Regions from separate parts of the Gossypium hirsutum genome. Here region 1 is linked to region 2. Evidence: chromatin contacts called from public Hi-C data. All regions are on one chromosome and are shown on one strand. The core of a region is the stretch at or near the end of the contact, and the rest is flanking DNA. Distances in the headings are between cores, read along the strand shown.

The links. Hi-C and Micro-C count contacts between places; a contact is called where the count stands out from the background.
Region 1: a contact with region 2 is called in a Hi-C map of leaf, with 3 times the contacts expected there. The contact joins the promoter of LOC107957163 here to the promoter of LOC107960068 in region 2. A contact is called at or near these places in 4 of 34 Hi-C or Micro-C datasets (hypocotyl, leaf and petal).

What each region holds. Positions count from the first base shown.
Region 1 is chrA05:80,878,253-80,884,436 of Gossypium_hirsutum_v2.1, reverse strand. LOC107957163 (cytosolic endo-beta-N-acetylglucosaminidase 1) reads left to right here and starts at 2,993. Exons shown (of 12, transcript XM_016892606.2): 1 at 2,993-3,379; 2 at 3,382-3,590; 3 at 4,066-4,203; 4 at 4,436-4,545; 5 at 4,636-4,747; 6 at 4,829-4,936; 7 at 5,800-5,912. The coding sequence starts at 3,088. It also overlaps the pseudogene LOC107957164.
Region 2 is chrA05:80,381,062-80,387,802 of Gossypium_hirsutum_v2.1, reverse strand. It overlaps LOC107960068 (protein VAPYRIN), which reads left to right and starts at 5,367. Exons shown (of 2, transcript XM_016896274.2): 1 at 5,367-6,403; 2 at 6,707-6,741. The coding sequence starts at 5,408. It overlaps LOC107960067 (probable methyltransferase PMT22), which reads left to right and starts at 1,547. Exons shown (of 8, transcript XM_016896272.2): 1 at 1,547-2,208; 2 at 2,715-2,864; 3 at 3,003-3,273; 4 at 3,363-3,473; 5 at 3,578-3,755; 6 at 3,953-4,207; 7 at 4,286-4,480; 8 at 4,573-6,242. The coding sequence starts at 1,747. The coding sequence ends at 4,762. LOC121229139 (a long non-coding RNA gene) reads right to left here and starts at 4,773. Exons shown (of 2, transcript XR_005926731.1): 1 at 3,800-4,773; 2 at 3,103-3,686. It overlaps TRNAK-CUU (transfer RNA lysine (anticodon CUU)), which reads left to right and starts at 1,313; the gene lies at 1,313-1,385. It also overlaps TRNAK-CUU.

The sequences.
Region 1 (6,184 bases), core at 1,744-4,243, 500 kb before region 2:
TACTTAGAAAATTAAATCAAGGTTACTAGCTGCTAGTATTTGCTCGAATTTCTGATAGATGATAGATGTCTATGGCCTATGTGCTTGGTTCTTTTGCAGTATGATCCCCCTCAAGATCCAAATGTATTTGTTCACAGAGTTGGGAGAACTGCCGTTTGGGTAGACAAGGAAGTGCCATTGTTTTCCTATTACCTAAGGTGCATTATATGCGATCTTTCCTTGTTTGAGTGTGTGGTTTTTGTAGTTTTAATTTCTGATCTGGAATTTTAATGTAGATCACTGTGTTTATTTCCACCATTTTAATGGTTTGATCAAATTTGAGGCATTTTTCTAGGAGGAAGCTTATACAGAAAGTTTTAATTTCTGATTTGGAATTTTAATGTAGATCACTGTGTTTATTTCCACCATTTTAATGGTTTGATCGAATTTGAGGCATTTTTCTAGGAGGAAGCTTATATAGAATTTTTGCGCATAAGAAGGGTTCCTCTTCAAGAAAGGAAATGCATAGATGATGTTGTTGATGTTGTTCCTCAGGTAAAGAAAATTTGTATTTTGATAACATCTTTGCTACAATAACTGTATTATCATTTCTTTATCAATTTTCTTTCTTAAACTTGCTTCAGATACGGTCTGCTGCATTGAAAGACCGTGATGTGATGGAGAAAGGGCTTAGAGCATTTGTTTCCTTTATTCGTGCCTACAAAGAGCATCAATGCTCTTATATTTTCAGGTTCTAACTTTGATTTGCCTTTTCTCTAATTTGCTGCCGCCTGTCTTCTACTCTCTCTGTGTAAATTAATATTGTTATCTGACAGATGGAAAGAACTTGAAATTGGCAAGTTAGGCACAGGATATGGTCTATTGCAGCTCCCTTCTATGCCTGAGGTAAAGCACCATTCGCTTTCCACTGAGGGTTTCACTCCAGTTGAGAACATCAATATGGACGATATCAAGTTTAAGTAAGACCTCTTCAGAATCTCAACTATGCCTTGTTGAACAGATTAACTGGTTTGACTGGAATTAGTGTGAATGAAATTTCTTAAGTATCTATGCTTCTTTATTTGATTCCTTTTTTGGTAGAAATCCCAACTGAATCTCAATTGTAACTTTTTTTCCTGGAATCCTATTGGAGGACAAATATGATAACCATGTTAAGAATGATTCAGCTGTTAACTTTTTCTTATAAAGGATGCCACAGTTTGTGATAAGGGAAGGAATGTAAGATGGTAGGTTTTGAAACTTAGACCTGCTTAATGCCACTTCTCAGGGTGGCTGCATGAGCCACCTGAATTAAGCTTCAATTGAGCAATTAACATTTTACTTATGGCCTTTAAAGACCAACCTTTTTATCTTCACCAATACCTGGCGCATCTAATGTATCTTCTAGTTGCTAATTATGGTAATTATATAGGGATAAATCTCGTGAGAAACAGAGGAAGAAAAATTTACAAACAAAGAAAGAACGAGAGCAACAAGAATCAAAACCTGAGAAACCCGAAAGGGCCACATACGCTGCCGCCCCTGTCATGAAGAAGAAAACTGCTAAACAGAGACGTGCTGCCCAAACCATTGAAGATGAAGAGGAATTGACCCGGGAATATCGGCTATTGAAGAAACTAAAAAAGGGGGCTATTGATGAAACTGAGTTTGCAAAGTTGACAGGAACTGAAGATTTAGTTTGAACTTTCAAGTATGTAGTTTTGCAGGGTTTGACTTGCCCTTTCCCTTTCTGAAGGAAGAGCTTGAGGCGTACGGCCGTTACTTTTTCTAGAAGACCAATTCTCTACAGCTCTTTTAACAATGGATTTTGGAAAGTAGAGTTTTGGTGTTCAAGTGATGGAAAGTAGACGCGCAGCATATTGATATGTCTGAATTTATATAATTGTTCCAATCTCTGAATTTCTTTATTTCACATTTGATTTTGTTGATTCAGTCACTACAACTATTGTAATGTGTATGTTAGGGGAACCAGATTTATACATTTGATTTTAGAGTGTTAGCGATTAAAAAAATAGAAGCAGAAAGAGTTTTACTTTTACCTACCTAAGTACCTCTTTGCCGCGAGTTTAATCATTAGTCAAAATTGAAGATGCCAAGTAATTTTTTAGAAAAATGTCACAGTTTTATTTTAATAAAAAAATACTAGTTAAATTTAGCCTAAAACCAGTCGAAGTTATATATGGAACATGGATTTATAATTGTAGTACATAGATTTATCATTGGTAGTGCCTATAGCGGATAGACACTAAAGTTGACATCTACATCCGATTCTGTATGACATCATATTATGTTTCTGAAGTAACTCATATCAAACGTGCTCAATATACAATATGATAAAATCATATAAATACATATTAATTATAATCTAATTAATTAGGGGTTAAGCAAAGCGTAATGCGAGATTAGGATTTAAATCCCAACTCTTTTCATAAAATTTCAACATTATTTCTCAAAATAGGAAATTCATGTTTTGAGACAGATCTAATTTTATTTTTAATAACTTTTGTTTCAATATTAGTATGTCTTAAGACATGCCATTGAGGTTCACGAGACAATACTCTTTAGCCTCCCTGTTTTCTTATTTGTGTGATATGCCTTCAATTTTATGAGATTGTAAGACAACACATCCATATTTGTTTTTTGAAAAGGAAGGCATATCAACATTAGTGACAAAAACGTTAAACCCCGGAGCAGCAGGGGCATAATGAAGGTTGGATTGTTGGATCTCAGAGATCCATTGGTCACAGTTTTGCTGAACTGTGAGCATTGCGAGGTGGACTCTCGCTCACAAAAAAGAAAGGGGCATATATGAACATCACATCTCATTGTTGCATCTTCAATTATTAGGTGCATGAAAAACAATCGTATACTTGATCTGCTAATATCTGAATGCATGCAGGGACCATGCCCCATCATCCAATCCCAACATGTGTTTCGAAGAAGGCAACCAATCAATGTGCTATAAAAGGCAGCAGCTGTCTACCTTTAAATTCCGATGCTTTATTTCCTATGGTCAAACAAACAAACTAACATGAAGGCACCTTGAAATTTAGCTTTCAAACTCACATCACATGTTCACCCAAGTCAATGCTTCGCCTCCTCTATTTTCTCCGTCTCTTTAAAACCCGTAGAACTCTCTTATATCTCCACAATTTCTTCACTTCAATCCTCAAACCCATCACCAATCTCATCGCAAAAATCATGCCCAATCAATCCGATGACCACAACTCCGATCCCCCACCACCACCCTTCGACCCATCAAAGCCCTCCATTCCCATCTCTTACCCCATCAACTCCCTTGAAGACCTTGACTCCGCTTCTTACTTTACTTCTTTTCACTACCCTTTTAATAAATCCACTGTTCCTCTCCATCCCCCAATTCAGCTTTGCCTCCAAGGCCCAGGCTTTTGGTTTGCCATGACATGCAAGGTGGCTACGTCGATGATAAGTGGATCCAGGGTGGCCATAATTCCGGCGCTTACGCCATCTGGCACTGGTATTTGATCGATGTTTTTGTTTATTTTTCTCATAATTTGGTCACCCTGCCTCCTCCTTGTTGGACCAATACTGCTCATAGGCATGGAGTTAAGGTCAGTTCCCTCATTTTTTTTTCCTGATTGAAAAGTGTTTAATTCGGCTTATTTCAAGTGGAATAATGGTGGGTTTAGCTGACTCAATTGATAAAGCCAGGCGATGTATGAATTTATGGTTTTTCTTTCTAAATATATATTTTGCTTAAGTAAGGAAATGGGTTTAGGCTAAAAGAAAGGTTCCTTATCTCCACTGGGCCTTAAAAAGAGTTCTAGTTAACTATAATTGCTTTCTTATGAACAGTTTGCTTAAGTTGCATTAACAATTGCGATAAATTTTAATGATCTATAGAAAAGCACAATCTTTTTCTTTCTGCTCAATCAAGAAATGGTTTCTGACCTTTTCCGGTGTAGCTCATGTGTTATGGTGATCCAGCGTGTTTTGAAAGCTTGTTTCGTTTTCTTTGGATTATGGTGTTTTAGAGACTAAAGGAAGCTTTATATATGTTTTTTGTCTGTGTCTGTGGAATCTAAGGTATTGGGGACATTTATCACAGAATGGGATGAAGGCGCAGCTATTTGCAAGAAGCTGCTTTCCACTAAAGAGTCTGCTCACAAGTATGCTGAACGCTTGGCAGAGCTCGCTGTTGCTTTAGGCTTTGATGGATGGCTGGTATATGCTACACAACAATCAAAAAGCTCAGCACATACACACATGCACCATGTTACATACAAAGATACTAAGTTTTTAGGGCAAGGAAAGATGAAATTAAGAGAATGTTTGATTCTATTTTGGAGGAAGCATAGCAGTTAGATCATATAAATAAGAGTTCTTCCTTATGTCACTCTAATATATGGGATCTTCATATATTGGCTGTCATTAACCAAGGAAAGCTTCCTTGCAGCTCAATTTGGAGGTTAAAGTGGACATCGGCCAAATTCCTAATCTGAAAGAATTTGTTAGCCATTTAACTCAGACTATGCACTCCTCCCTTCCTGGATCTTTGGTTATATGGTTTGTGAAAAGGAGAAGCCGTGATTTAATTATGCAACATTTTTTGAAGTGTATTAAAATTTTATCTGATTAAACTTGTTGTTGACACAGGTATGACAGTGTGACAATTGATGGAGAACTTAGCTGGCAAAACCAACTGAATGAAAAGAATAAACCTTTCTTTGATATTAGTGATGGAATCTTCATTAACTATACATGGAAGGTATTTCCTTTAACTTTACCATCCATATTAACCTTAATTTCATCTTTTTGTTGCATGTAAAACCTTTTGTATATCTTGCAGGAGGCCTACCCTAAGCTTTCAGCAAGAGTTGCTGGTGATAGAAAGTTTGATGTCTATTTGGGGATAGATGTATTTGGAAGGGGAACATTTGGTGGTGGCCAATGGACTGTATGTTCCTTACAAACCTTACAATAGTGTTTCTTTCATATATATATATCCTTAATTTGGCTTTTTGATTGGTTTCAAAAGTCAATTTGGAAGCTCACAATCTTAACATTTATGATTAGCATTTCTAATTTTGATGACGTTTTATTCATAAAGATGTTGATCTCATATCAATATTTCAGAAACTAGATGTTCATTACTATCATTGCAGCTGCATATGGATCTTAGATACAATTATTAATGTGCTGATTGGGAAATTCTCAAAAAAAAAAAAAAAACAAAAAATGAGAGCCTGTAGTGTTATACACTTATTAATCATACTTGATTAGGGTTGGGAGCTGATGCACAAATTTGGTTGGGTTGTGATTTCATCAACAGTTGATACCTTCTTACATTTTCTTTGCTTTTCTGGGCAATCTTAGTGGTTTTATATTGTATCATATGTAACAATAAACAAACAGAAAATAAAACATGGTATTGAGTTTTGACCCGCTTTATGATCAGTGCCTGAACTAATGCATCTAATTGGTGATGCTTTCATCTTCTTTCTCTCTGAATTTCCATGGCAGTTTGGTGGCTAGATCCATTGCCCTGTTTTGTTTGTATTTCTGATTGACTTGTATGCTTTACATTTTTCAATAATTTACAAGGAAAGTGAATTCTTTCTGATCATCATCTTTGTTATATCACAAGACCAACTGTAATATGAGCTCTTTGCTTGTTAGAAATGCATTCAACCTGAGAGTTCATAGACTTTATCAAATCCATGCTGCAGTTCAAGTTCAACCAGTTAGTATTTCTAGTTTCATGCGTTAATTGTCTTTCAATTTTACTGACTGAATCCCTAACAATTCTTTCCATAACAGACAAATGTTGCACTTGATGTGATAAAGAAGGATGATGTCTCAGCTGCCGTATTTGCTCCTGGATGGGTTTATGAAACAAAACAACCCCCTGATTTTCAGACTGCTCAAAATCGGTATTGCACATCTTCCGGTCGATAATTATTTGTTATAGAGTGCTGATTTGTTAATATGTCTACTCTTCCCTTTCAATGATGCTCTGATCTATACTCTTTAGTTTCGAGAATTTCTTGTTGATATTCCACTTCATGAATTAAAGCAATGCCCTAGTCTGGTTTTTAAAGAGTGTTGCTCTGTATGTGTTTCCGACTTGTATACGGTTTGGTATTCTTAGTTTCTTTACTGCATGTATGCAGTTTGTATATGTAAATATATACATGCACTTAAA
Region 2 (6,741 bases), core at 4,118-6,617:
TCGTATTTGAACACCAGAGCCCCTGTTACTTCTGTTGCAAGTGTTGGAAATGTTTGATCTGAGAGACCTGAATGTAAACACTGTGGTAAAAGACATCCGGGGAATTGTAGATTGAATGACAGAGTCTGTTTCCGATGTGGATCGCTGGATCATTTTATAAGAGATTGTTCTGAACCTGCTGAGCAAGAGAATTTGCAGAGTCCAAGACCGAGTAACACCTCAGCTAGAGGTAGATCTTCCAGAAGCACAAAAAATGCAAGTGGTGATCAAAGAGCTACTGGAGATACTGCTGCTAGATCTGAGGCTAGAGCACCTGCCAGAGCCTATGCTATCCGAGCTCGTGAGGAAGCCTCATCACCAAACGTGATTACTGGTACTTTCATTCTTTATGATACTTTTGTGATTGCATTGATAGACCCTGGATCAACGCATTCTTATATCTGTATGAATTTAGTGCACAATAAGAATTTGCCTGTAGAGTTTACTGAATTTATAGTTAAAGTATCGAACCCTTTAGGCAAAAGTGTTTTAGTTGATAAAGTCTGCAAGAACTGTCCGTTAATGATTCGAGATACCTGTTTTCCTGCTGATCTAATGGTATTGCCTTTCGACGAATTTGATATAATTTTGGGGATGGACTGGTTAACATTGCACGATGCTGTTGTGAACTGTAAAAGAAAAGTCATTAATTTAAAGTGTATGAGATAATTCGAATTGAGTCCAGTGATCGGAATGGACTACCAGATGTGATATCTGTAATGAAAGTACGGAAATATGTAAAGAAAGGTTATGAAGCCTACTTAGCTTAAGTGTTAGACTCGAAAGTGAATGATAAGAAAGTTGAATCAATGCCTGTTGTAATAAAAACAACCATGGAACACATTTCAAGTAATCAATAAATAAACTAAATACTTTGAGAACATGGTAGCCCGTCTAGCTCAGTCGGTAGAGCGTAAGGCTCTTAACCAGCCTTGTGGTCGTGGGTGCGAGCATTTTTATTTTATCTTGTAATAAGTTTACGTATTTATAAATGTAAGCAAGGTGAAACAGCATAGTAGCTCGTCTAGCTTAGTCGGTATAGCGCAAGGCTCTTACCCTTGTGGTCTTGGGGTTCGAACTCCAAGGGGGGCGAATTTTCTATTTTATATTCTAATAATTTTATGTATTTATAATCTAAGCAAGGCAAAATTGCATAGTAGCCTGTCTAGCTCAATCGGTAGAGTGTAAGGCTCTTAACCTTGTGGTTGTGGGTTTGAGCCCCATGGTGGGCGCATTTTTAATTTTCTAATAAGGAAGGCAAAATAACGTAGTAGCCCGTCTAGCTCAGTTGGTAGAGCGCAAGGCTCTTAACCTTGTGGTTGTGGGTTTGAGCCCCACGGTGGGCGCTTTTTCTATTTTCGTGGGGTTCGAAATCCCAAGGTTGGCAAATTTTTTATTTTATATTCTAATAATTGTACGTTTTTATAAGCTAAGCAAGGCAAAATAGCATAGTAGCCCGTCATAAAACCCACTATTCTTATTCATCGTCCGGCCCCGATACTTCAGTTATTTATTTGGTTCGTTCTGTTTGAATTCCGTTTAACAAAACGAAAAAAGGCAGCGACTGCAGCTGAACGAATCAAAGCACCTTTGACTATTACAAAACAGAACTAAATAAATATACGTTTTCAATTCTGAATGATAACAAACATTCTTTCATTCCTTTTGTAATTTCTCTCCCATCCAAACAAAAGCAAAGACGAGGAAATGCCGATATCCGTGCTGTTGAGTGAACGAAAATATTCATTCCTTTGCCTTGCATCAGTCCTCCTCATCTCCTTTGCATTCCTCCTTTTAACCTACACCTCTTGCCCTTTCTTTTTCGCTTTCTCTCTCCCCTCCGACATCCACGTTTCCGTATCTTCACCTCCCCCTCCTTCACGATCCTCATCCCTTCAATTCCCGACGGAACTGGAGCTCGAAACCCAGCCAGCTGACCACCTCGACTTAAACGTCAGTTTGAATATAAGGTGGAGAGCCTGTAGATTAGGATCCGTGACGGTGGATTATATTCCCTGTTTGGATAATTCCAAAGCGATTAAGCAATTGAAATCCAAGAAACACTTGGAACACAGGGAAAGGCATTGTCCGAAGCGGCCTCCAAGGTGTTTGGTGCCTTTGCCTAAAGGTTATAAGGTTCCAGTTCAATGGCCTCAGAGCAGGGACATGGTGAGCTTGAGTTTGCTTGATACTGCTACTTTTTATTTTTGGTAAGATTTTGTTTTTTTTTTTCCTGGATCTGTTTTAATTGGTTGTTATTATTAGATTTTCAATCACTGACTCTAAATCATTTTAAAAGTCTGATATTAGGTTTAATTATTCCTAAAATTTGAATTCCGAGTGATTTATTAAACTGAAAAACGAAAATTCTATGATTTCATATCATGTTGTAATATGTTAATAAAGTTGTCGATAAAAGATACGTGACTTTCTTTCTACAAAAATGAAAGTTAAACACTTTCTTTTATGGGAATTTATTTATTTAATAAATATCAGCTCTTGAATGGTTGATTCATTTGTGTAAGTTTCTAAGAGCTAAATGACATGTAAAGTTGGGTTTTTATGATAGTAATCTTAATTTTTCTTTTTTCCTTTTTTTGAAAATTTGAGTGAATTTAAGCTTGCTTTTACTCACTAAATATATTGGTGATACGACTTTTCTTACACGTCCACAGATTTGGTATAGCAACGTTCCTCATCCTAAGCTTGTAGAATACAAGAAAGAACAGAATTGGGTGCGTAAATCCGATGATTATTTTGTTTTCCCTGGAGGTGGTACTCAATTTAAGAATGGGGTTACTGCCTATATTGATTTCATTACAGAGGTATCAAATCTAGTTTTCCTATGCTTTTGCATATTAACACTTCACTACTCATTTGTTCATCTGTTTTGGTCTGAACTTGATTGAAGACTGCAACTCCATAAATACCTTCTTATTAGTTCATTTTTTGGTTTTCTGTAGACAGTACCGGCCATTAAATGGGGAGAGCACATTAGGGTTGTTTTAGATGTTGGGTGTGGCGTTGCTAGCTTTGGTGGTTATTTGCTGGACAGAGATGTGGTTACCATGTCATTTGCCCCCAAGGATGAACATGAAGCTCAGATACAGTTTGCTTTAGAGAGGGGAATTCCAGCTACACTTTCTGTCATCGGTTCAAAAAAGTTGACATTTCCAGACGATGCATATGACTTGATACATTGTGCACGATGCAGAGTTCATTGGGAAGAGGATGGTACCATGTTATTATGTTTAGTTTCATTGTTACAGTTTTCCTTTTTCTATCTTATGATGTAATTGTTGAGACTTAAATGCAAAAAGCAGGTGGGAAACCATTATTGGAGCTGAACAGGATTCTGAGGCCTGGGGGATTCTTTGTATGGTCTGCTACACCAGTTTATCGAAACGATGAGAGAGATCGTTATGTTTGGAAGTGTGAGGATACAACTCCCTGGCCTTTCCTCTCTTGTTTGTTTTCACCGTTTTGTTAGTGGAATCTGAATGTGCCATGTTGTTCTGGTATTCTGTATATATTACAGCTATGGTGGCTTTGACACAATCAATCTGCTGGAAGGTTGTGGCTAAACGTGACAATTTTGATTCAACTGAAATTGGGCTTGTAATATATCAAAAGCCTTCCTCATATTCCTGTTATGCACACGACAGAACAAAACGTCCACCATTATGTGATCAGAAAACTAAGAAGGAAGTCTCATGGTAATCTTTTATGATCTAATATATAATATTATTACATTGCTTACACTCGAAAGGCATGCTTCAACATGTTCACAGCTCTGTGTGCCACTTGTTATGTGTAGACAGAGTGTTCTGTCCTAAAATAATGTTGGCATAAAAGATGCTACCTTCTAATTATGTTGAAATTGCTTCTTGAGATTTCTAATTCACAATGACAGGTACAAGCCTCTTAGGCATTGTACTTCCAGACTTCCAGTTGATAGCAACGGTAATTTGCTTGGCTGGCCCTCACCATGGCCCCACAGGCTTAGGAATAAGCCTCAAAGCCTTCCAGCTGAAGCAGATGCCCAAGCTATATTCAATGAGGACACCAAACATTGGGCTGCACTTGTATCTGATGTCTATTTTGATGCTCTAGCTATAAACTGGGCTAGTTTAAGAAATGTGATGGATATGAATGCTGGTTATGGAGGGTAAGAAATAGAACTATGTTTTTACAGGTTTCTGTCATAAAGAAATCTTACAACACCATAGGCATTGTGGTTTTACAGGTTTGCGGCGGCACTTAATGAGCTTCCTCTCTGGGTGATGAATGTTGTACCAATTGATGCACAAGATACCTTGTCCATTATTTTCGAAAGGGGCTTGATCGGAATCTATCATGACTGGTGCGAGTCATTGAGTACGTACCCTCGAACATATGATCTGCTGCATTCCAGTTTTCTCTTCAAAAACCGTCAAGAGAGGTATATAAGTAATGATCTATTGCTCTGATTTGTACTTGAAAAAGAGTGAATAATGTAGAATGGTGATGCGAGATTTTGAACCTGTCTGTCAGATGTAACATTATAGATGTAGCTGTGGAAATGGATCGCATACTGAGACCTGGTGGATATCTGTTACTTCAAGACACCATGGAAACCATTCAGAAGCTGAATCCAGTACTGCGATCACTACAGTGGTCGACACGCCTTTATGAAGGCCAATTTCTTGTTGGGAAGAAGGGGTTTTGGCGTCCCAAATACTAAATGCAAGGAACACGGACCAAGGTACTTCAACTCCCACTTTATTCTTCGATTTGCAAGGAAGAAGGATTAGACTTTTGACATTTACCTCTCATTTTTTTTTCTAATATTTGGTGTAAATCGTATAGAAAAGGTCATCCAATAGAGGGATTTGGACATTTTGTTCTATATCTTTGAAGGAATAAAAAAATATCTACATATTATTATTATTTTTTTTTAAATATGAATATGGTTGTGCTGTCTCCCTCACAATTTATTTGTTTTTACTTGATATAAAATTCCTCAAGCTCATCTTATCTTTTTTTTTTTTTAAAAAAATACTGATACAATGGTTTAGCATTGATTGGCACAATTTTATTATTTAAAAGCAATTTCTATTTCTTTGTCTGATATAAACTTCTCTTTTCTAAAAGATATTAAAAATATATTTGATAAGGACGACTCATTTTGTCGAAGATCACATGCAAGCTTAGGTGGGAACTAAGCGTCAGACGACAACAAATATCGTCCCCAAACAAAGATCACATGCAAGCTAAACAATTCTCAGTCGACACTTCCCTTAATTTCAACTGCTATATCTCTGTTCCTTCACCGCTAAATTACACCTTGGTTAGTTATTCGCAATAACATATATAAACTTCATCTGCAATGGAAAATTTCGTTGAAATTTCAGAGGCAGAAGTACGCATAAACTTCATTCTCAACACCAAATGCCGTTCTAACCTTGTTTTAAGATCCCTTTGCCCTTCTTCCCCAGTTGCTTTCAAAGTCCAGACTTCTTCACCTCATAAATTCCTTGTTAATCCCCCCAGTGGACTCGTTCCTCCTTCTTCCCATATTGCCCTCCAAATCATCCTTAAACCCCAAGACCACATCCCCCCCACTTTTCCTCGCTCTCATTCCGATCGTTTCCTCATCAGAACTGCCCCTTTCGACCTCGACTCTTATGGCTCAAATCAGTCCGGCTCGGTAATTTCTTGGCTATCAACTCGACCCACTCAGGACATCAAGCTCAAGGTCGCCTTTGTTGGGCCGTTTCTTCTCCAACAAGCTGTTAGCCGCGGGGACTTTGAGGCAGTGAAGAACATTATCAAGCGGCAGAAATTGGTTTTGTATGATTTATCTACGAAAGAAGCTGAGTCACTCCTCCGAGTCGCGACTCAGTTGGATAACAATTCGGAGAACATGGTGAATTTGCTGCTTGAAGCGGGTTTAAGGACAGGCTCGCGTGAGGATCAAGAAGAAGATGCAAATAACAGCAATGTGGGATTTTATCAGGTGGACCCACGGTGGGAATCTAAAGGATGGAATGAGTTACACGTGGCAGTAGCACTCGATCGGACGGCTGACCTTGAGACGTTGTTAAGGAAGGGGAGACGGGAGACGTTGGATGGGAGAGACAAAGAAGGCAGAACGCCATTGCTTTTGGCGGCGACTAAGGGAAATATCGAGTGTGCTAAGATGTTGTTAGAATCGGGTGCGGAGAAGAATGCAAAGAGCAATGATGGGAGGACTGCACTTCACAGAGCTGTAGCTAATGGGAACCGTAGGATGATTGAAATGTTGATACAATTGGATGCGGACCCCACAATTTGCGACGATCGTGGCCATTCAGCTCTTGATAATGCTCGTGATAAGGGGCATGTAAGTAGTTTTGGTTTTTCAAATTTGGCAGGGAATTCCATTTCTCGATCAAAAACTTGGGAATATAAAAAATATAGTTTCATGGAAGGAAATATTCTTTTATAACGCTAATCATTTGTAATTAACACCTTTGAAAATAATTAATTTTGCATTTATGATTCTATATCGAAATTGTTATATTTTTAGCATTAACAAAACATTTTTATAAAATATACTAATAATCAAGTATCTTAACGTCTGGGCACCTTGAAAATTCAATGGAAGCTTTTTAGTGGAAAAGTGAGTTGTTATTGATGATGGCAGGATGAGATGGTGGAGATTATGGAACGTGGAAAGGA